Regions from separate parts of the Mus musculus genome. Here region 1 is linked to region 2. The links are chromatin contacts, called in public HiCAR-type maps. All regions are on one chromosome and are shown on one strand. Each heading gives the region's core, a stretch centred on a gene start, on an enhancer-like site or on the middle of the called end of the contact. The rest is flanking DNA. Distances are from core to core; before and after follow the strand shown. Region 1 holds the start of Stamos (signal transducing adaptor molecule (SH3 domain and ITAM motif) 1, opposite strand). Region 2 holds the start of E030013I19Rik (RIKEN cDNA E030013I19 gene).

Region 1 (4,141 bases), core at 573-3,072, 1.8 Mb after region 2:
TAACCATCTGGCTCTGAGTCAGGGCAATTATGATAAGGTACTTAAGGCACTGGCCCATCATTTTAAATGGATAAGTTGACACTTAATTCTGTCAGCGCAGTAATCAAGAGAAAAGTCTATTGAGAGACGATGCTCTGCTTCCCATACCAATAGTGGGAAGATTTTATACTTCTCATAATGACACAAAAGCACTTCAAAAATCTTAAGAAAATGGTGGCGTTAATGTCTGACATTTGTCACATTTTTATATTTTAACTCCACCCCTTTGAAAGAAAAATTATGCTCATTAAGTTACTCAGAAAATATTTTCGTTCAGGTTGTTTAAAATTGTAGAATTTTTTCACATATATTTGAAGGCTTTTTTTTTTTTCTTTTTCAGTGCCAAGGTCAGAACCCAGAGCCTCTCACATTCTAAACAAGTACCCCATCACTGAGGCTCATCCTCAGTCAGTCTTTAAAGCCTTTTAAACTCTTATCCACTCAGATGTCTATGTAAATACACATCTATGCTCTTACTTTCAATGGCCAAATAAGTACAATTATAACTATTGATTCCACTTGAGTGCTTACTATATGCTAGACACTATTACAGGGGATTTGCTTCTAGTAATTTATTTCATCTTCAATGGTTTGTCATTTCCGTTTCTTATTTATGAGGAAACAGACAGAGGAGTTTGTCCAATCTCTTTAATGTCGGACAGTTTAGCGGTCATCAAAACTTTGATATTGTAAACAACGCTGCCATTAATATCTTGGTTCATGTTTTAAAAGACTGTAAGATTTAAAATTCAGAATAACTGGAACCAGAGGCACATTTCCAAAAGCTGGCTATATACTTCCCATCCTTTCTCTTAAGAATGCTGTAATTTATACCCCATCAGGCAACTTTGTTTCCCATCCCTTGGATTCTTTTAGTTTTAAATGACTGAAAACGTTAACCGATGCTTTAGTTTGCTCCTCTTCCTCCAAAATTCGACTTTAACTGTTTAGTAAGCAAGCTGTTTGTACTGTTATACAAATCTTGTTGACATGTTTATAAGCTTCCCTTTTTGTAAGGGTCCCTATTTGGGCACTTTTTACCGAATCTCAGTGCATGTGCAAGACCGACTTGCTAACTTTACGTAATATTTCCAAGAGATGATTCTTTAGATTTCACATGATTTAGAGGACAATGTGTGTGTGTGTGTTGGGAGCTGGGGAGGGGGCGTGCGTTACATACATATGTACAAATTAGATCACCAAATCAACATTTTAAGTTGCCAAGAGTCCTCATCAATGTCTGGCTCCATTTTTCATGTGTGTGTGTGTGTTTTTTTTTTTTTTTCAATTTCTGCCGTTGGGTGTGCGTGCTTATCTCAGGCTGAGAAGGTCTAATCTTCTCAGGGACTCAGTGACTGCACGTTTAGTCAGTCGGAGCCCACACCCAGGAAGGCTCCCTCTGATCTCAGGCTGGGGAATGAGCCAGCGTTACCTCAGCCTCTCGAGAGGCTGTGCGCCTCGACACTCCCTCCAAGGGATTCAGGCCAGCTCCACCAGCTCACATGACTCCAATCCCAGCAACTTCCATGAACCCTCGACGAGCGCGCTCAACATTTTCCTCGGGTAACCCAAAGGACTGCCTGACTTTCTAGAGGGATTGCAACATCACAACAACCCATCGAATAAACCCAAGGAGTTAAAAATTAAGGGTTTGGCTGGACCCAAACTGAACCCTCTCCCTCTCCCAGTCTCTTATTCACTCTAGAGGCTCTTAGTCGGCCTCGGTGCGCCTGAAGGACCTCGTCCTCCCGAGACGCCCGGGGACATGGAAAAGCCGAGAACCTAGCCGCTAACCCCACGGGCACGCGGGAACTCAGCAGAGGAAGAGACAGCGGCGGCTCATCGCGTGGGCCTCGGCGGAGGCGGCGGGCTCTGGCCAGACCCGGAGCGGGCAGTGTTCAGGCAGCGCTCAAGTCGCCTACATTCCCGACACGCCCCGCGCGGGGGCCTGTTCCGCTTCTCGGCTGTTGCCGCCGCCGCCGCCTCTGTTGCTGGGGTGGGTGAGAGGAGGGGCTGAGAGGGACCCTGCACTGGCAGGCAGGCGCCCTTGCTGTGTTTGTACCTGAGGGGCCTCCTTTCTCCGTCACCCCTAGAGTGCCGCGGGGTCGAGGGGCAGTCCCCGGGGACACCTCGGCACGCAGCGGACATGCCTCTCTTTGCCACCAACCCCTTCGACCAGGATGTTGGTAAGTGTTTTCACCGCCCCCCGTGGGTGCCCCCCGAGACTGCGAGCCCGCGCCGACTCCCGTCCCACTGCGTTCGTTCATTCTGGATTCCCGAGGCCGAGCCCACGTTCTTCTCTCCCGGGGCCCCTTCGTTCAGAGTTGGGAGAGGGTTGAGCGCTTGGCGCATCCTCTTTGGAAGAAATGGGACTTAGAACCTCTCTAATGGGCCTTGGTAAGGGACTTGGGGAGGGGGAGCTTTGAAGGAATCGCTTAAGGGATTCGGGGTAAAGGGTTGCCTCGGGAGGAACAGACGACGAAGCCATCTGCCGCTGGGGCATGGCTTCTGGGAGAAGAGCGAAGGACAGACGTATCTTGGCTTAAGCAGATTGATTATATGCTCTATCGCCAAAGTATTTGCCTGGCCCAATGGAACTGGCAGAATGTTTTAGGTAAGGTTACTTAAAGGGTTTTTTAAATAGCCCTATAACGGTCCCTGGAGGAGAGAGGTCTGGTTACGTACTGGTAGGTTGAAATGTTGGAAGAGATGGAGATGGATTACTTGGCAACAACTGAAAACGCAGACATGAGCCTTTGGGATGCCTTTTTCAGGCTGGGCCTCTGCCTTTGGGGAAGTGTGGAAGAGGATTTTGATTCTAGGATGGGGTCTGAAATGCTAAATTTTTTGTTGTCTGAATCATTGGTATTAGGTACCAAGCATACCAATTTAACAGGTTAGCTATCTATTTTTCAGACCTGATTTGAATTTCTTGAAAGAATTTTGGGATGTTTTTGAATGCATTACATTGAACTACACTGGCAGCATAGTGTGGAATGAAAGCGAACCAATACCATCCAGTCCCACAGGCTGAATTTAAGCATAACTGTAGTAAAAGAATGTAAGGATAACTTGTGAGAGTTACTTTATGAATTTTGTTTATTAGAGGTGAATTTTACATTTTGCCAACTGGAGAAAATGTACTATTACTGCCGCTTCCTGCCTGGTTCATAGTGATTCAGTTGAATGTCCTGAATCTGAGCTGTGGATGGAACTTTAGAAATCATCAATAGTGCTAAATAAGTAATGAATTGGGAAATTGTGTTTAATAAGTGCTTAGCACCAGTACTTACTGAACACAGTGTTCATTGACAAGAAATGCAACCATGAAGACCATCTCATTGCGGCTCTTTGGCTGTTTTACAATTTGTTACATCAGTCTTTAGGACAAATGCTTATAATAAAACAATATTTGCTGCCTCTGTTCCTGGCACCTATAGTGATCCTATATGATCTTGCTTTCTGCTAATCAGTCACACTTATATTCTCCTGGCTTGTTCCTTTTTGTGGTATTGGAAATGGAACCCAGGGCCTAATATGTATTCTTTCTGTTTTTTTTTTTTGAACTCACATTTGCAGTGGATTCAGATGGATTTCTTGATGTTAAACCTGTTCTTGCTACCTACACCGCCCAGTCCAAACACAGGCCCCTTCTTGCCTTTATACTTTTGTTTCTGTTATTTCATGTGTCTTTCCACACATATGTCCTCATGCTTTAAGGTCAACTTAGAGTCTGACTTGTTGTACCTGAATTATTTGCTGATTCCTGCAACCTGGAGTTTATAAGTAGCAGTGTTACTGACAGTTTGGAATAGATAAAATCCTTAAGGAGGTTATGCTCTATACATGAAGGCTGTTAACTTTGTATTTGCTCTTCACTCAGTGGATGCCAGTAACATCTCACAGCCAGTCATGACTTTAAAAGACATGACTTAATGTCTCGGGGGCTGTTTAAATACAGTGATTTTTCACCTTCCCCATGTTCTACAAATTTCAGCATTTTTGTCTTAAACATTACATATCAATGTGTTCTTTATTTTGCTCCTTGTTTGATGGCTGCTGCATAGTTGGCTTTGAATAAGTGCTTGTTGAGTTGAAACTA
Region 2 (3,798 bases), core at 409-2,908:
CCCCCGTCCCAGGAACTTATTCTGATGTAGAGATCAGTAAGGATCAAAACGCCACTGTTTTATTCACAAACGATTTAAAAGTTCCAGTTGCTAAATGTGAATGTAAATAAAGTAAAGCCTTATAAATCTGTTTTCAAATAACTGAACCATTAATAAAATAACAAACAAGATAGTATGACAATGGATGGGCATGGAAATATAAATTCAAAATGTTTTTTATGAAATGTTTTTCTAATTGGGTCATAATTCAAGGTAAAGATTGCATAATTTTTCTTCAAAATGATTTCCATATTGATAGTCCCTCTCAACAGAAATGACACAGATTAACGTCATGGGTACATACCACCCAATCAATTTTTTCAAAATTCTGTGAAAATGCACATTTACATAAATCCTAGATGCATAAGTTAGATAACCACAGGACCACAGGGAAAGTAAGAACAATGTCCTAAAGTATGACGTGTACAAGGAATCTTAATTTATTGCCCATCACGCCGTCATTTGACCTGACATATTTGCATCTTTGAAAAAAAAGAGGGTATTCTCTAATAATATATGTTATTTGAATGCTAACATTTGGGTGCTACAAGCTAAAACACCGAGTGATGGTGTTTTCAAAACACCCCTTTTAAATTATTTTCTTAGGATCCAAGTTAAAAACAGCAGATGAAATGGTATTTTCCCTTTAATTAAATAAGAAACATCTGTCTGGGGGATTTTTGGAAATGAATATAATCCATCCACACTCTGCCTGTAGTATTTTGCATCTAATGTCCAGTATTTTGAAAGAAAATTCTTTCTGTAAAGAATTAGAATGTCAAGCACCCCAGGTTGCAGTCTGGATCTACTACAGGGCAAGTCTCACCTCCGGACTTGGGAACTAGAGAATTACAAATACTCCAAGCGAGTCCTTTATCAGTCTCCACCTCTATATTTGAGGACCAACCCGATTCTCTATAGTGTAGGTTATTTTGTAACTCTGGCCGGCCTCGAACTCACAGACACCAGCCTGCCTCTGCCAACCAAGTATTAAGCCTGTGCTCCCCTCCCCTCACAGCTGTGGGTTTCTACTGGTCCCAAGCACCTCCTCCCCTAGTGTTCACCTCTGAACAGTAGGGAAACGGATGTTACCAGATGCATCCAAACACTCAGATTTACATTAGGAGGGGGGGAAAGAACACTAAATTGCCGCGAGGAATGGCTCTGGTTCTTTTCAACCAGGGGCCACACTACAGGTTAGCATCACTTACTGGTGGTGTCAAACGGTATCTGCTTGCACTGTGCAGACCTCTCTGAGGGCCAGGGACAGTAGTAGACAGCTCCCCCTTCTACGATATCCGGCTGGCTAGTGTTGGCTTTGGGTGCCCCCACTAAGACACTGGCTCTGCAAAGAGATTGGAGAAAGTCACTCCTCTGGGAACATTTACCCGTGTGCCCAGTCTGTAGAAGCATGCCCACCGGACTGCGGCAGCAGCGGCAGGCACAAACAGGTTTATTGTGGAAAGACTGCCAAACTTGATTTCCTCTTTGGAAGCCTATGAGCACCAGAAACCTGGTTTTGGAAGAGGCTGCTAATGGTTCTGCCTGTCTAGGTGGAGGTAGGTGGAGACTGTGATGGGGAAGGCAGATCCCAACTGTCTGCAACCTAAGGCGCTATGAGATTCCGTAGGAACAGACTGCGCGGTCCTTATTTTAAAACTGACCTGAGTCTGTCCCGCCCCACTCTCTCCTTTGTATAATGCTCTTGTCTTTGAATCCGAACTTATATACCAGTGGAGCATCTCCAATCCCAGATTCATGGGCACATCTATTTAGCATAAGTCAGGAGGAAAGATGTTGGTAGCAGGCAAAGAGCAGAATCCGACCCGGAGTGGGCAGTTGCCTGAAATATCAGACATCCTTTCCTCCTGGCTGCGGAGACCTCTGAGAGACAGAGACAGGACCTGGAATCGCGCGCCACCAAGCCACCAACCCAACCCAGCAACTTACGTGCGCGCATCAGGTATGTAGAAGTCCAGTGAGTAGCCGAAGTAGCTGCCCTCGGGGCCACTGTACACAGTGAGCTTGTCCACATCCAAGTTGAACGCCAGACACGCAGGGGACCACAGCATCCCCAGCGCGGCCGAGACGCAACAGAGACGCGCGAACGGAGGTGCCCGGTTCCCCGGGGGACCACAGTGGGTTCCCGCAGACATCGCCCTCCTTCCCGAACGCTGTTCACCCGGGATCGGGAGCCGTGGAGCCCAGAGGAGAAGGCCTGACGCTCCCCAGAGGCCGGTGTCCCGGGTCGGTGAGCTAGGAGCGTCCACAGTGACAGTCCTCTCGCCCTGTGCGGCCCGCCGACCCCGCTGCTCTGGGCTTGCAGCAGCGGATCCCGCGCTCGACCCTCTCCAGCCCCTGGCTGGGGCCGGCGCGCTCTTCGCGCCCTCTAGCGGCTAGTTCTCAGGCTGCAGGACGGAGCTTGCGGTCTAGGACCGGGCAAGTGCCTGTTGAGCCCGCTAGATTTCGAGTCTCTAGTTTAAGGACCATCTAAATTTTATGGATGTCACCTCAAGTCATTGTTTTGGAGAAGCGGTGTTCCATATGCGGCGAGAATTTAATGATTTCCCAATATTGCGCAGCTCGGATACAAGCATACAAAAGAGTATACCAACTCCAGAAAAGAGTGGTTATATGGCTGTCACCTCTACCTTTGAGGGTAAATCAGTTTCTTCCTCAGTAAATGGGATTTGATAATGGAATGTAAGAACCCTCTTCCTCTCCTATTCCGCTGACATACTAATACAAAAATCCTGTAGGTTTTCTCAGTCTTTCTCAAGGGCATCTCTGGCACATTGTATGATTTGGTATAAACCTCTATCCTATGAGGTTGTGATGAAGGACTGCAAAGTCAGAAATGCTGCAGTTAACAGTTTTCAAAAGCAGGGCTTGGGAGTGAAAGTTTGAGACAACAGGATCTCTTCCTCACCAGTACTAGTTGTTGATCTTTCGAGGAGCCCGAAGGTGAAGGGAGCAGACTAGAACTGTGTGTATAAATGGTTTTTTATAAATACAAACTTTTCAGGACATAGATTGGTGATAAAAAAAACAACATGACTCTGAGGTCACACAGAATTTAAGTGTAGGCAAAGAAGTGTGGGACATGGTGACACATACCTGAAATCCCAACACTGTTTTGTTTGGGGGCAGGGGCTGTAATAAGAGGATCTTTTGTTGGACAGCCTGGGCTAACCTAACAAGTTCAAGACTAGCCTGAGAAGGCTGTGTTAAATATATATATATATATATATATATATATATATATATATATATATACACACACACACGTGTGTGTGTGTGTGAGAGAGAGACAGAGACAGAGACAGAGACAGAGAGACAGAGAGAGAGACAGAGAAGGGGCAAGCTGTTTCTGGGTAATTTCAGGAAAGTTGGAAACAAATTTAGATGTAGACAAGAATTTGAATAGGAGACTTAGATTTGGACCTCCCGGAAGCAGATGAGGGAAACACTGAAGGCACTAATCTCCTAGCATTAGATGACCATGTACAAGATCGTAGTGAAAAGGAGTATCCAAGGAGTGGTCTGAAATAGGGCTGGATGGATCCTGAGACCAGGGATCCAGGCAAAAGTAGCCAAAGCAGAAATATGATAGGCACCAGAGATTCAAATGTCCAGTGGCAAGTCATCTGAATAAAAAGAAAGCAGGGATGGACAAGGGAATCCCAACCTGGTTGACAAGACAAAAGGAGAAAAGGGCCATGAAAGTTAAGGAAAAGGCTGAGATTGGGGGAGGATGCA

Evidence for each region. HiCAR-type assays count read pairs that join an accessible place to other places.
Region 1: a contact with region 2 is called in a HiCAR-type map of astrocytes, with 4 times the contacts expected there. The contact joins the promoter of Stamos here to the promoter of E030013I19Rik in region 2.

What each region holds. Positions count from the first base shown.
Region 1 is chr2:14,072,112-14,076,252 of GRCm38.p6, forward strand. Stamos (signal transducing adaptor molecule (SH3 domain and ITAM motif) 1, opposite strand) reads right to left here and starts at 1,823. Exons shown (of 2, transcript NR_038162.1): 1 at 1,472-1,823. It overlaps Stam (signal transducing adaptor molecule (SH3 domain and ITAM motif) 1), which reads left to right and starts at 1,989. Exons shown (of 14, transcript NM_011484.3): 1 at 1,989-2,225. The coding sequence starts at 2,186.
Region 2 is chr2:12,299,588-12,303,385 of GRCm38.p6, forward strand. It overlaps E030013I19Rik (RIKEN cDNA E030013I19 gene), which reads left to right and starts at 1,659. Exons shown (of 2, transcript NR_040353.1): 1 at 1,659-2,002. Itga8 (integrin alpha 8) reads right to left here and starts at 2,357. Exons shown (of 30, transcript NM_001001309.3): 1 at 1,990-2,357; 2 at 1,251-1,384. The coding sequence starts at 2,195.